Regions from separate parts of the Macaca mulatta genome. Here region 1 is linked to region 2. The links are chromatin contacts, called in public Hi-C maps. All regions are on one chromosome and are shown on one strand. Each heading gives the region's core, a stretch centred on a gene start, on an enhancer-like site or on the middle of the called end of the contact. The rest is flanking DNA. Distances are from core to core; before and after follow the strand shown. Region 1 holds the start of FAM177A1 (family with sequence similarity 177 member A1). Region 2 holds the start of BAZ1A (bromodomain adjacent to zinc finger domain 1A).

Region 1 (5,747 bases), core at 3,162-5,661, 160 kb before region 2:
GTGAGACCACCCTGGCTAACATGGTGAAACCCCATGTCTACTAAAAAAAATAAAAAATTAGCCGGGTGTGGTGGAGCGTGCCTATAATCCCAGCTACACAGGAGGCTGAGGCAGGAGAATCACTTGAACCTGGGAGGCGGAGGTTGCAGTGAGCCAAGATCCCGCCACACACTTCACCCTGAGCAACAGAGTGAAATTCTGTCTCAAAAAACAAAGTTACACTGTGAATTTTCCAAATGCTTCATTTTATAAATCTGCAAGTAAGAAAATTTTCACTGCCAATTATGCAAATTCCATAACGAACTCCAAAGATCTGAAAGATAGTTTCATAACACCAGGAAATTATGAGGTACCATGTCAATTAACATTTTACTCCATTTTATAGTTAACCAAACTATAAATGTGCTTATCTTTATTCTCAGGATCTGTTTTTTTCTTTTTTGAAAAGGGGTCTTGCTCTGTCATCCAGGCTGGAGTGCAGTGGCATGATCTTGGCTCAGTGCAACCTCTACCTCCTGGGTTTCAGTGATTCTCCTGCCTCAGCCTCCCAAGTAGCTGGGTCTACAGGTGTGAGCCACAATGCCCAGCTAATTTTTGTATAGTAGAAATGGGGGTTTCATCATGTTAGCCAGGCTAGTCTCCAACTCCTGACCTCAAGTGATCCACTCACCTCAGCCTTCCAAAGTGCTGGGATTATAGGCGTGAGCCACCCCACCCAGCCCAGGATCTGGTTTTAATGGCAATTTTTTTTTTATATACTCCCACAGCACCCAGACTTCTTTAAAACACATACTAGACTTGGAATTTATTCTTTGTCATCTTCCCCAAGTAGGCTATTAGCAACATGGGGGGTAGGTACTGCTATATCTTTCAGCCTAGAGTTCCTGGCACATTAACAGGAACTTGGTAACAGAGGTGCTTGGTAACAGAGGTGCCAAATAAATCAATCACTGAGTGGTACTGAAATTTTAACTCTTTTAAAAACACTGAGGCTGAGATTCTGATTAAAAGTCTATTCAGAGAAGCTGCTGGATAGAATGTCACAACAGAAGGCCAGGCGCGGTGGCTCATGTCTGTAATCCCAGCACTTTGGGAGGCCGAGGCGGCAGGTGAATCCGAGGTCAGGAGTTCAAGACCAGCCTGACCAAGATGGTGAAACCCCCACCTCCACTAAAAATACAAAAATTAGCCGGACGTGGTGGCATGCGACTGTAATCCCAGCTACTCAGGAGGCTGAGGCAGGAGAATTGCATGAACCCGGGAGGCGGAGGTCTCAGTGAGTCGAGATCACGCCACTGCACTCCAGCCTGGGCCACAGAGTGAGACTCCGTCTTAAAAACAAAAAAACAAAAACATAAAAAGAATGTCACAACAGGTACTGGATGGCTTGTTTGGAGGCCTAATTCTAGATCCTGTCTCCTATCTCTTACTCCCTTTCCCTACATTGCACTAGGGATTTCTCAGTTCTGCCAAACTTGGGAAGACAGCGGCTTCTCCCTCCCCTGAGATGTCCACTTCACTGGCTTCTTCCCTCTTACTGTGCTCAACCCCCTGGGCATAGAACTGGAGTTCCCAAAGATGATTCTGATTCAGGAATGTGAATCCAAAAGCACAAAGGGCAAATGAGAAAACGGAACTCATTGGTGTTTAATGAGAAATAAGAGATATGTAATATTTAATAATATATATAAGAAATATATAATATTGAATGATAAAATTCCAGAGAGACTACACCAAAACTTAATAATTACCTTTGGGGAATGACAACATGAAGAAAGGGTGGTGGTGGGGTATTCTTGTGCATTTTTATCTTTTGTTCTACAGCCTTCTTTACTGTTTAAGTAGTTATTTGTTAACCAAGAATGTGAAAACAACATAATATCACTAACCCAAATCCAAGAGCCTCTCACTTCAAACAACACTTAGCTGGTACGTAAGTACACGTGTGTTTACTTTGCTATTAGATCCAGGGTGGAGGTAGTGATTTAAAAAAAAACAATTCTAGTAACAACAGGAAAAATCAAACTGAAAAACATACGAAGCGTCGTGGACTCAAAGGTTAAGTGTAAGTGTACTCGCCAACAACAGGTCTCAACTCAACTGAAAATGACGTGGCTTCCTTATCAATTCATGTTTTCCCCTGAATCCCTTCTTAAGTAGGAGGGAAGAAACAAATTCCATGTAGAGTCTTGTGGGAAAGTTGTGTTTTTTGTTTTGGGTTTTTTTTTTTTTTTAGTTTTTTATTTAAGAGATGGGTTCTTGCTCTGTTGCCCAGGCTGGATAAGCTTTTGTTAATGCAAACGACATCTTATACTAGAAGAGACACACAGAGATATACTCACAGTTTGGGGGAAATGTCTTACTAACATTCAGGTACTTAGTCTCAAAAACGAAGCTACTGAAAAAACTTCATACTCATGGAGGATGGGAAGAGTTACATACATGAGCAACTCAAGGTTTTGTTTTGTTTTTTTTTTTTTGAGACGGAGTCTTAGCTCTGTTTCCAGGCTGGAGTGCAGTGGCGGGATCTCGCCTCACTGCAACCTCCACCTCCAGGGTTCAAGCGATTCTCCTGCCTCAGCCTCCCGAGTAGCTGGGACTACAGGCAAGCCCCATCACGCCAGGCTAATTTTTGTATTTTTAGTACAGGCAGGGTTTCACCATGTTGGCCAGACTGGTCTCAAACTGACCTCAGGTGATCCACCTGCCTCAGCCTCCCAAAGTGTCTTTTTGTCTAATACTGAAAAGTTGAAGACTTAACTCTCTAAACCAGCGCTAGCCACATGTGGCTAATGTGCACTTGAAATGTGGTCAGCCAGAACTGCGATACGTGTAAAATGTACCCAGGATTTAAAAGACTTAGAAAACCCTCCAAAACAGAATGCAAATACTTCATTAGTAACTTTTTTTTTTTTTTTTTTTTTTTTTTGAGACGGAGTCTCGCTCTGTCGCCCAGGCTAGAGTACAGTGCCCAGATCTCAGCTCACTGCAAGCTCTGCCTCCCGGGTTTACGCCATTCTCCTGCCTCAGCCTCCCGAGTAGCTGGGACTACAGGCACCCGCCACCTCTCCTGGCTAGTGTTTTGTATTTTTTAGTAGAGACGGGGTTTCACCGTGTTAGCCAGGATGGTCTCGATCTCCTGACCTCGTGATCCACCCATCTCGGCCTCCCAAAGTGCTGGGATTACAGGCTTGAGCCACCGCGCGCGGCCCATTAGTAACTTTCATAGGGGCCAGGCGCCGTGGCTCACGCCTGTAATCCCAGCACTTTGGGAGTCCGAGGCGGGCGGATCACAAGGTCAGGAGATCGAGACCATCCTGGCTAACACGGTGAAACCACGTCTCTACTAAAAATACAAAAAAGTTAGCCGGGCGAGGTGGCGGGCGCCTGTAGTCCCAGCTGCTCCGGAGGCTGAGGCAGAAGAATGGCGTAAACCTGGGAGGCTGAGCTTGCAATGAGCCGAGATCGCGCCACTGCACTTCAGCCCGGGAGAGTGTGAGACTCCGTCTCAAAAAATAAATAAATAAATAAATAACTTTCATAGTAATTATAGCTTGAAATTTTTGATAAATTAGATTAAGATATGCTATTAAAATTATTATCATCGGTTTCACTTTTTTTAAAACGTGGCTACTGGAAAATTTGAAATCACAATTTTCAACGCAGCTTGCATTCTATTTCTGTTGGACAGCGCAGCACGGAGCCTCAGTTGCCTCGGGGGTGAAATGGGGATAACACCCACCTCGAGCGGTTACTGTAAGAATTCAGTGAATTAAGGCCGGTAAACGTTTGGCATATGCCAAGCAAAGGGCAGATGCCAAGGCAGGCGCTCGCACTAGAAGAGACTGAGAAGTGGTTGAAGCCGCCCTCACCTGGCTTCCAGCTACTGCAAGGACGGCCTTTGGGGGACACGCCTTCCTTCTTCCTCAGGTAGACCAGAAGCTGGACTATCACCCCCGGAACCCAAGGCCGCCCCAGAGTCTGCTGTGCTGCCAGCCAAGTGGTTGGTGAGTGAGTGGGAGGCCGCTCCTTCCCACAAGCTGGTCTCACTGAGCAGAAACAGGGGTGCAGGGAGGAGGAACTCCAAAACGGGGGCGGCCTGCTCGGAGGACGGCCGGGCAGGCCAAAAGAGCGGCCCGCGGAGAAGGCAAGGAGGCAGCTCGGCTCCCTGGACGCCAGCGTCGGCGGCCCCACCTACCTGCCCCGCAGATTCCCCAAAAGCCGCGGCGGCCGCAACTCCCGAAGGTGCGACGGCTTCTCGTTCCACACGGCCCACTGGCTCCTGGTCCATCGTCGTTGCCACCACAGGGCTGCTGGCGCTGGCGAGAAAGAGGGTAATGGCCGATAAGCCCACTTCCATCCTCGGCCTCCCCGCCCAGTCGCTGGCCGAGCCCGGCTGTCGGGAACTGGGACTCACCGCAGCGCCCGCCTCGCGCCGCGCCCAGCCAAGTCTCTGGGAAAGGTACTAGCGGGCCTTGAGGGGTGGGGCCGGCCTGAGGGGCGTGGCCGGCCCGCGCCTCGCCTAGCCTGCCCGGCCTCGCACCCCGAGACCTGGCCGACTGCAGTCTGGGAGGCGCAACTACCGGCTCGCGCGGGGCGGGGCGGGGCTTTGCGAGGCGTCGCTTCCGGCCAAGCACGCATCCGGAGCTCGTGGATCCCCGCCTGGCACCGCCTGTGACGTCATTCCTGGTACGTGTACCTGAAGCCTGGCGTCTGGACCTCGGCGCAGCCCCCCACCAGCTGCGTCCGGGGCAGTCACCCCGGCAGGACCTCGGTTTCTTTATTTGTAAAATGAGGACAGCTGTGTCGTACTTCAAAAGCTAGTGATCGGATGTGGTTGCTGAAAATGTAAAATGTACGGCTTGTGCTGCACTTTCCATTCCTAACGTGGGTGACAGTCCAGCCAAAATACCCTCAAAGAAGAGCCCCAGGCGTGATTTTTGCTTATTCTTGTCTGAAATACTTAAGTATAACTGTAGAAAATGTTAAGTGAAAAGACCTGAAGGAGAGCAAAGGGCAGTAGTAAGCTTCCATCTTGACAAACGTAAGGAGTGTTATCTGTGTCTTAAAGTCGTGTGCATCCCAGATTTTTTCCGTCTTTCTCAATGTTCAACCAAAGTAAAAAATCATGCAATTACTGCATGACTTCAACATCAAACAAGTCTGAGGTTCTGCAGGTACGTGGTTTATTGTTGTTTTAGCATGACCATTTTCACAAATACGTGGGGGTCAAAACCAAAACATATATTATTTTGGCTATGGGAGCCTTCATTTGATACTTTAAATTCCATTTTCATACCAGTCTTAATTCAGAAATGCTCCCTAGTTATATGACCTCATAAATGTTTTTCATCATAGCAACAGCAGGCCCAAATATTAAATATTGCTCTCTCTTCTGTGCCAAAGTTCGTCTCCTTATCCTCTGCCTAATGTTCTTGTACACTTCCTATCCTTTGTATAACTAGAACCTAAAAACAAAAACAAAAATTTTTAAAACAATCATTTGAAAACCATCTACACTTTAAAAACTAGTTGGAAATGCATAATGCTCTGTATCCTGGTAACAAAATCAAGTTAGGTTGCTGCTGAAGTAAACAAGTTAGTGCATGATCTGACTGTATGGTGTCATTAGCAGGGAGTTGAGACAATCCAAAACAGCAAAACCAAATTCGGCCATAAATTGAAAACAAAAAGAACCAATTGTTAAGACTTCATGAATTGGCATTCATAAACAACACAATTCTGCA
Region 2 (6,409 bases), core at 3,466-5,965:
GCCCCAGCCTTCCAAAGTGCTGGGATTACAGGCGTGAGTAGCCGCACCCAGCCTATGATTTTTATTACCCCATTGCTTTCCTGGATGATTCTCAAAAATAATTATTTCTTTACTTTTTATTTTTTAATGTTAAAGACACAGCTGCAACAAAAATTATTTCTAATCATCAGTAATATAGCTTGTCCCTATATGAGCACTTTAAGAAGGATGTATAATGGTATTTTAGCTCATTAATGGGGTGGGAGTAGGGTATATAAGAAAATTAGCTATTATCGAATCCAAAGAAAGAGCAGTGTGGTCTAAAGAGACTGACTGGACAAGGAGACTCAGGAGGCCTGGATTCCAGTTCCTCAGCGTCAATTTCCTCAGGTGCAAAATGGAAGAATTAACAGAGTTCCCAAAGGTTTCTTTCAGGTGTAAGTGATTACTGTCTCACTAAACCACCTAAGTATAAAGGCTTTCTTATGTTAATCAGTCAATATTAATAGAAGCTGCAGGAAAATTGTTCTAGCTCCAACTTTAAAAACTTACATTCCGGGCCAGATGCGGTGGCTCATGCCTGTAATCCCAGCACTTTGGGAGGTCAAGGCGAGTGGATCACCTGAGATCAGGAGTTTGAGAGCAGCCTGACCAACATGGGGAAACCCCGTCTCTACTTAAAATACAAAAATTAGCTGGGTGTGGTGGGAGGCGCCTGTAATCCCAGCTACTCAGGAGGCTGAGTCAGGAGAATCACTTGAACGCAGTAGGCGGAGGTTGTGTGAGCTGAGATTGTGCCACTGCACCCCAGCCCGGGTGATAGAGCAAGAGTCTGTCTCAAAAATAAAAAATAAAACTTAAATTCCAGTCTTTTTTTTTTTCTTTCTTTTTTAATGGAGTTTTGCTCTTGTTGCTCAGGCTGGAGTGCAATGGCGTGATGTTGGCTCACTGCAACTTCTGCCTCCCGGGTTCAAGTGATTCTCCTACTTCAGCCTCCCAAGTAGCTGGGATTACAGGTGTGTGCCACCACGCCCAGCTAATTTTGTATTTTTAGTAGAGACGAGGTTTCACCATGTTGGTCAAGCTTGTCTTGAACTCCTGACCTCAAGTGATCCACCTGCCTCAGCCTCCCAAAGTGCTGGCATTACAGGTGTGAGCCACTTGGCCTGGCCCATAGTCTTATTTTGTCTTTACTTCTAAGGCAGTATGTGTCTCCAAATTGATATTTTAATCAAACTATGTCTTGATAGTATTATATTAATATATGTCCTGCCTAACTAGAATATTCACATTTTACATGTCTTCATGCTGAAGGATGACTAATGGAGATTGATAGGGTTGTCTCTTGAGACCGGTGAGGATATGTTGGAGCATGAGTTCTCTGTTGCCCTTCAAATCATGCCCTGTGGATGACTTCATTTAGGACTGATCCTAGGGTCTTCCTTCTACATTTTATTCTAATCTTTTCTACTTCTCTTTTTGCATTATATTATTCATGATCATCAGGATTCACATAATTCTTGTATTGGTTGTATTTGCATTGTCTCTTTCCTATAAGATTATACATTTTTTGAAGCCAGGATACATTTATTTACATTGTATCCCTTACATGAGCTAGTACAGTGTCTTGGCACACAAAAGGAGCTTGACAAATGTTTCATTAAACTGTTAAAAATTAAATAATTTTAATATCATTGCTTTCTCTTTTTTTGTGCCACTTTAGCTTTCAGTTTCCTTGACAATATTTCCAAAAAAATTTTTTACACCAAGTCCTATGTTATGACAGGATTCTTTAACTACTTTCTGAATACAGCAATGAGCTTTTTATTCTCAAAAGCCAGGAAGTAGTAATTAGCAAAGCAGGGAAGAAATTATGATGCCAAAATGCAGAAGTAGGTCATAAATTAGGTAAACTTTTAGTTGTGAAGGCGTAGAATACTTTAAATGTTATTTCATGAGGTAGTTTAGGTAGTCTATTAATTTGATTATTATAAACACATTAAAACTAAACTTTTGAACATGTTAATTATAATTTTCTAAACTTACATTGTTCTGAAATAACAATGAACAACCGTATTTCATTAAATGTCACAAATCATTAAAATAAACCCTATGTATATAATTCAGAGAAATGAGTTATGACAGTATTGAAATTTGAGTATGATTGTGAGAAAACTGAGTATGATAGCTTTTGATGGAATAAAATTTTAAGCTAGTATAAGAAAAAATCCAACTTAAATATTTGTATTTAATAATAAAATAACGACTTTAGATCATGATTTGAATGACTTATTGAACAGTAAGATCTAGTAAATATAAATACTGAAGTATTCAGAAAGAATTTCGTCTTTATTTAGCTTAACTGTTAAGTTGGGATTTTGAGTTGTGGGGTGATGCTTCAATATAGGTTGAAAATTATCCATTCTCCCAGTCCCCCTTTTGAGTTTACCTTTGTGGGCTCTAAATTTTTCACCTGATAGATCAATAAAAATACTTCCCTTTTTTTTTTTTGAGCCGGAGTCTCTGTCTCCCAGGCGGGAGTGCAGTGGCGCCATCTCAGATAACTGCAACCTCCGCCTCCCGGGTTCAAGCGATTCTCCTGCCTCAGCCTCCCGAGCAGCTGGGATTACAGGCACCCACTGCCATGCCCAGCTAATTTTTGTACTTTTAGTAGAGACAGGGTTTCACCACGTTGGCCAGCATGGTCTCGACCTCCTAACCTCATGATCTGCCCGCCTCGGCCTCCCAAAGTGTTGGGATTACAGGCATGAGCCAGCGCGCCCGGCCTAATAAATACTTTCTAGGCAGGGAATTCTAACTTGTCACTCAGTATACTAGTTGGAGACAGGTTTAAAACCCCAAATCTTGGCCGGGCACCGTGGCTCACGCCTGTAATCTCAGCACTTTGGGAGGCCGAGGCGGGCGGATCACCTGAGATCAGGAGGTTGAGAACACCCTGGCCAACGTGGCGAAACCCCGTTTCTATTAAAAATACAAAAATTAGCTGGGCGTGGTGGTGTGCGCCTGTAATCCCAGCTACTCCGGAGGCTGAGGAAGGAGGATCGCTTGAACTCAGGAGGCAGAGGTTGCAGTGAGACGAGATCTCGCCATCGCACTCCAGCCTGGGGCACAGAGTGAGACTGTCTCCAAAAATAGAAAAGAAAAGAAAAATAATCAAATCTGTAAACTCTTATTTGAAGAGTTTATCGATACTAAAGTATATATTTACTACTTACTGAGAGCATTTCTAACTTCTGTGACTTCTGTATAGTAAGGTGCATTAATAGTATTAATGAATTTTAAAACACCCAAAGAATAACGCCTTTCACAAATGTTTATTTTGTTAGGTGTATGAACAATTAAAACCAGCCTGAAAGATAAAAAAGTAACTCTTGATTTAGATTTCTTCCATTTTCTGCTCCAAAGTACAAATGAACTTAAATTTGAAGTTATAAAACGGATCCCACATTGTTTCTGTAATTATCATTCCGCAGTATTGGTAATAGGAATAACGTCTTTGTCAAATAACGGTTCTTAAAACTAACTTTGTCGAATAACCGTTTTTTTTTTTTTTTTTTTTTTTTTTTTTTTTTTTTTTTTTTTTTTTTTTTGAGACGGAGTCTCACTCTGTCGCCCAGGCTGGAGTGCAGTGGCCGGATCTCAGCTCACTGCAAGCTCCGCCTCCCGGGTTTACGTCATTCTCCTGCCTCAGCCTCCCGAGTAGCTGGGACTACAGGCGCCCGCCACCTCGCCCGGCTAGTTTTTTGTATTTTTTAGTAGAGACGGGGTTTCACCGGATTAGCCAGGATGGTCTCGATCTCCTGACCTTGTGATCCGCCCGTCTCGGCCTCCCAAAGTGCTGGGATTACAGGCTTGAGCCACCGCGCCCGGCCTGAATAACCGTTTTTAAAACTAACTTTTAGCTTCATTCTTTCATATTAATTTCAAATAAGCAAATGTTAAGGACAGTATCAAAAAAGACTTTAAAACACATCCAGTGAACGTTCTGAGTCACTTCTAGTTTCGAAAATTGTATTGAATTCCAAGGTCACATGTATTATGTACATTAAAATTGTTTCCCTAAATAAAAATTACTGATATGGGAAAGTTGCTTTAGGGGAATTTTCGCTAGTAAATCCATAATCCTTAAAATTCTAATTGAATTAAACATTGATACTTTGCAAATATTTACAGCATTGTAAATATTACTTTTTAAAGGTGTGTTAGTTTCAAGAATGTTGGGGTCCTACAAGCATGATGACACTTTGTAACACATTTTTTTTTTGGTCTTTTCCTCTGCTCTCTAAACCTTTTAATTGCCATAAGTATTAAATAGAACTGATGTCAAGGTATCTTCTAGTTCAAGACAGATGTTTACTAAACATGCAAAGTATTTTTAGAGATACGGATTCTAATTTGGAAGAAGAAAAATAGCAACAAATTTTCTTATTCATTTCTTTTCTCATTTTTAAAATACAAGTTAAATCGTAATTGGAATCCCTTTTCCCATCGTGTAGTCAAGCGTCGGTGGCAGACTTCAAGGATATACTTTGTTAGCCATGTGTTTATGAACCGCCAGCGCTTTCCCTAGATCTTTTGGCTGATAATCTCAAACATGGAGGATGCTTCTGAATCTTCACGAGGGGTTGCTCCATTAATTAATAATGTAGCTCTCCCAGGCTCTCCGCTGTCTCTTCCTGTATCAGTGACAGGCTGTAAAAGTCATCGAGTAGCCAATAAAAAGGTAGAAGCGAGGAGTGAAAAGCTCCTCCCAACAGCTCTTCCTCCTTCAGAGCCGAAAGTAGATCAGAAACTTCCCAGGAGCTCCGAGAGGCGGGGAAGTGGCGGTGGGACGCAATTCCCCGCGCGGAGTCGGGCAGTGGCAGCGGGAGAAGTGGCGGCCAGGGGCGCGGCGGGGCCGGAGAGAGGCGGTCCCCTGAGAGGACGGGGTCTCCCCTCGTTGCCTTTGTAGTGGAGAAGGTGGACAAGTGGCAGTCGGCGTGCTCGCAGGTGAGGGTCGCTCGGGAGCCGGCCGGGAAGTGGAGGCAAGCCGGGAACAAAGCGGAGCGGCGCTGGGGTCCGCCCGCGGCGAGCGCCCTGGCCGGCCGGCCGGCTGCGCGCCGAGCACGTTGTGAGCCTGGCGGCGGCGGCGGCGGCGGCGGCGGCGGGCGGGGAGCCGGCGCTGGGGGAGGGGGCCGCCGCCGCCGCTCCCGCACTGCCCCCCGCGGCGGGGCGTCCTGCCCCATTGTGAGCCAGCGGCTGGGCGAGGAGGCAGGACGCGCTCGGGGGAAAGGGGCGGCGGCGGCTCCGCTCGCTCGACGCCCGGGCAGCGGCAGGAACGAACTCGGCTCCGGTAGCGGCCGCGGCCCGTCAGTCACACAAAAGGCAGCCGAGCTTCTCCCGGCGCGCGGACCGGCCCACGCTGCCGCCGAGCGCTCCCCACCTTACCGGCTTTCCTTTCCCTCCAATTTTGATAGGGAAGCGGGGCCGGCGCGGGCGGCCGAGGGTCCGGGCGAGCCCGCGGGCGGACGGGAGATGCCGCTGCTACACCGAAAGCCGTTTGTGAGACAGAAGCCGCCCGCGGACCTACGGCCCGACGAGGAAGTTTTCTACTGTAAAGTCACCAACGAGATCTTCCGCCACTACGAGTAAGAGCTGGGCAGGGTGCGGGGCCGCGGGGGGTGTGGGGACTCCCTCCCCAGCGCCCTTTTGTCTCTCTCCTTTTCCTCGCCCTGGGCTTCTGGCGGGGTGACTTGAAAGTGACGGGTGGCCCCGGGCCCGCGGTTCTCTGCCTCCTAGCCTCCACTTGGAGAACGCGCGGGGCCAACTGGCGGCGGCGCGCGTGGGGAACGCGGGTTGGTCGTGGCGGAGGAGGCTGGGGTCCCCGGCCGGCCTCGGGAACCGCTCTTAGCCTCTGCTGTCGCCCTCCCGCCCTCCTGGCCGCGGGGCGGCGGAAACTCCCCGCCTCGCCCCTCCCCGCCGCGGCCACACGCGCACTCCGGGGCCAGTTCCGGGATCCCCTCCCGGCGGCCGAGGGGATCCCCGCTAGGGTCAGCGACGTGGGGCCGCAGTCCATGGGTCGGGGGAGGGAATTCCTGCCCCGGTGGGCAGGAAACGGCTGGGCTGGGCTTCGTTTTCTCAGTCGGGAGTGGGGTCTGACGTTGGAGCTGCCTGGGGTAGGGGAGAGGAGCGGAGTTGAGACTCGTTCTAGAAGGGAAGGAGGGAGCGTCCCTGCGGGCCAGGGGTGGAGGACGCGGGACGCGAGAGCCTCCGCAGGCGGCCTCCCGTCCGGCGCTGCTAGGCCTCGGAGTGCGACGGGAGCCGCGCTCTCTGTCACCGCCTCTTCTTGGTGACTAACTCTCGTCTCCGGGGAACTCAGCGTCTCCGCCCCCGGGAGATCAGTGAGGAAGAAGTCGCGGCTGGGCAAGGG

The links. A called contact is a pair of places that touch in the nucleus more often than the background predicts.
Region 1: a contact with region 2 is called in a Hi-C map of liver, with 2.4 times the contacts expected there. The contact joins the promoter of FAM177A1 here to the promoter of BAZ1A in region 2. A contact is called at or near these places in 2 of 14 Hi-C or Micro-C datasets (fetal cortex germinal zone and liver).

What each region holds. Positions count from the first base shown.
Region 1 is chr7:108,163,072-108,168,818 of T2T-MMU8v2.0, reverse strand. FAM177A1 (family with sequence similarity 177 member A1) reads right to left here and starts at 4,411. Exons shown (of 5, transcript NM_001266493.1): 1 at 4,199-4,411. The coding sequence starts at 4,360.
Region 2 is chr7:107,998,755-108,005,163 of T2T-MMU8v2.0, reverse strand. BAZ1A (bromodomain adjacent to zinc finger domain 1A) reads left to right here and starts at 4,715. Exons shown (of 26, transcript XR_013396176.1): 1 at 4,715-4,989; 2 at 5,457-5,627.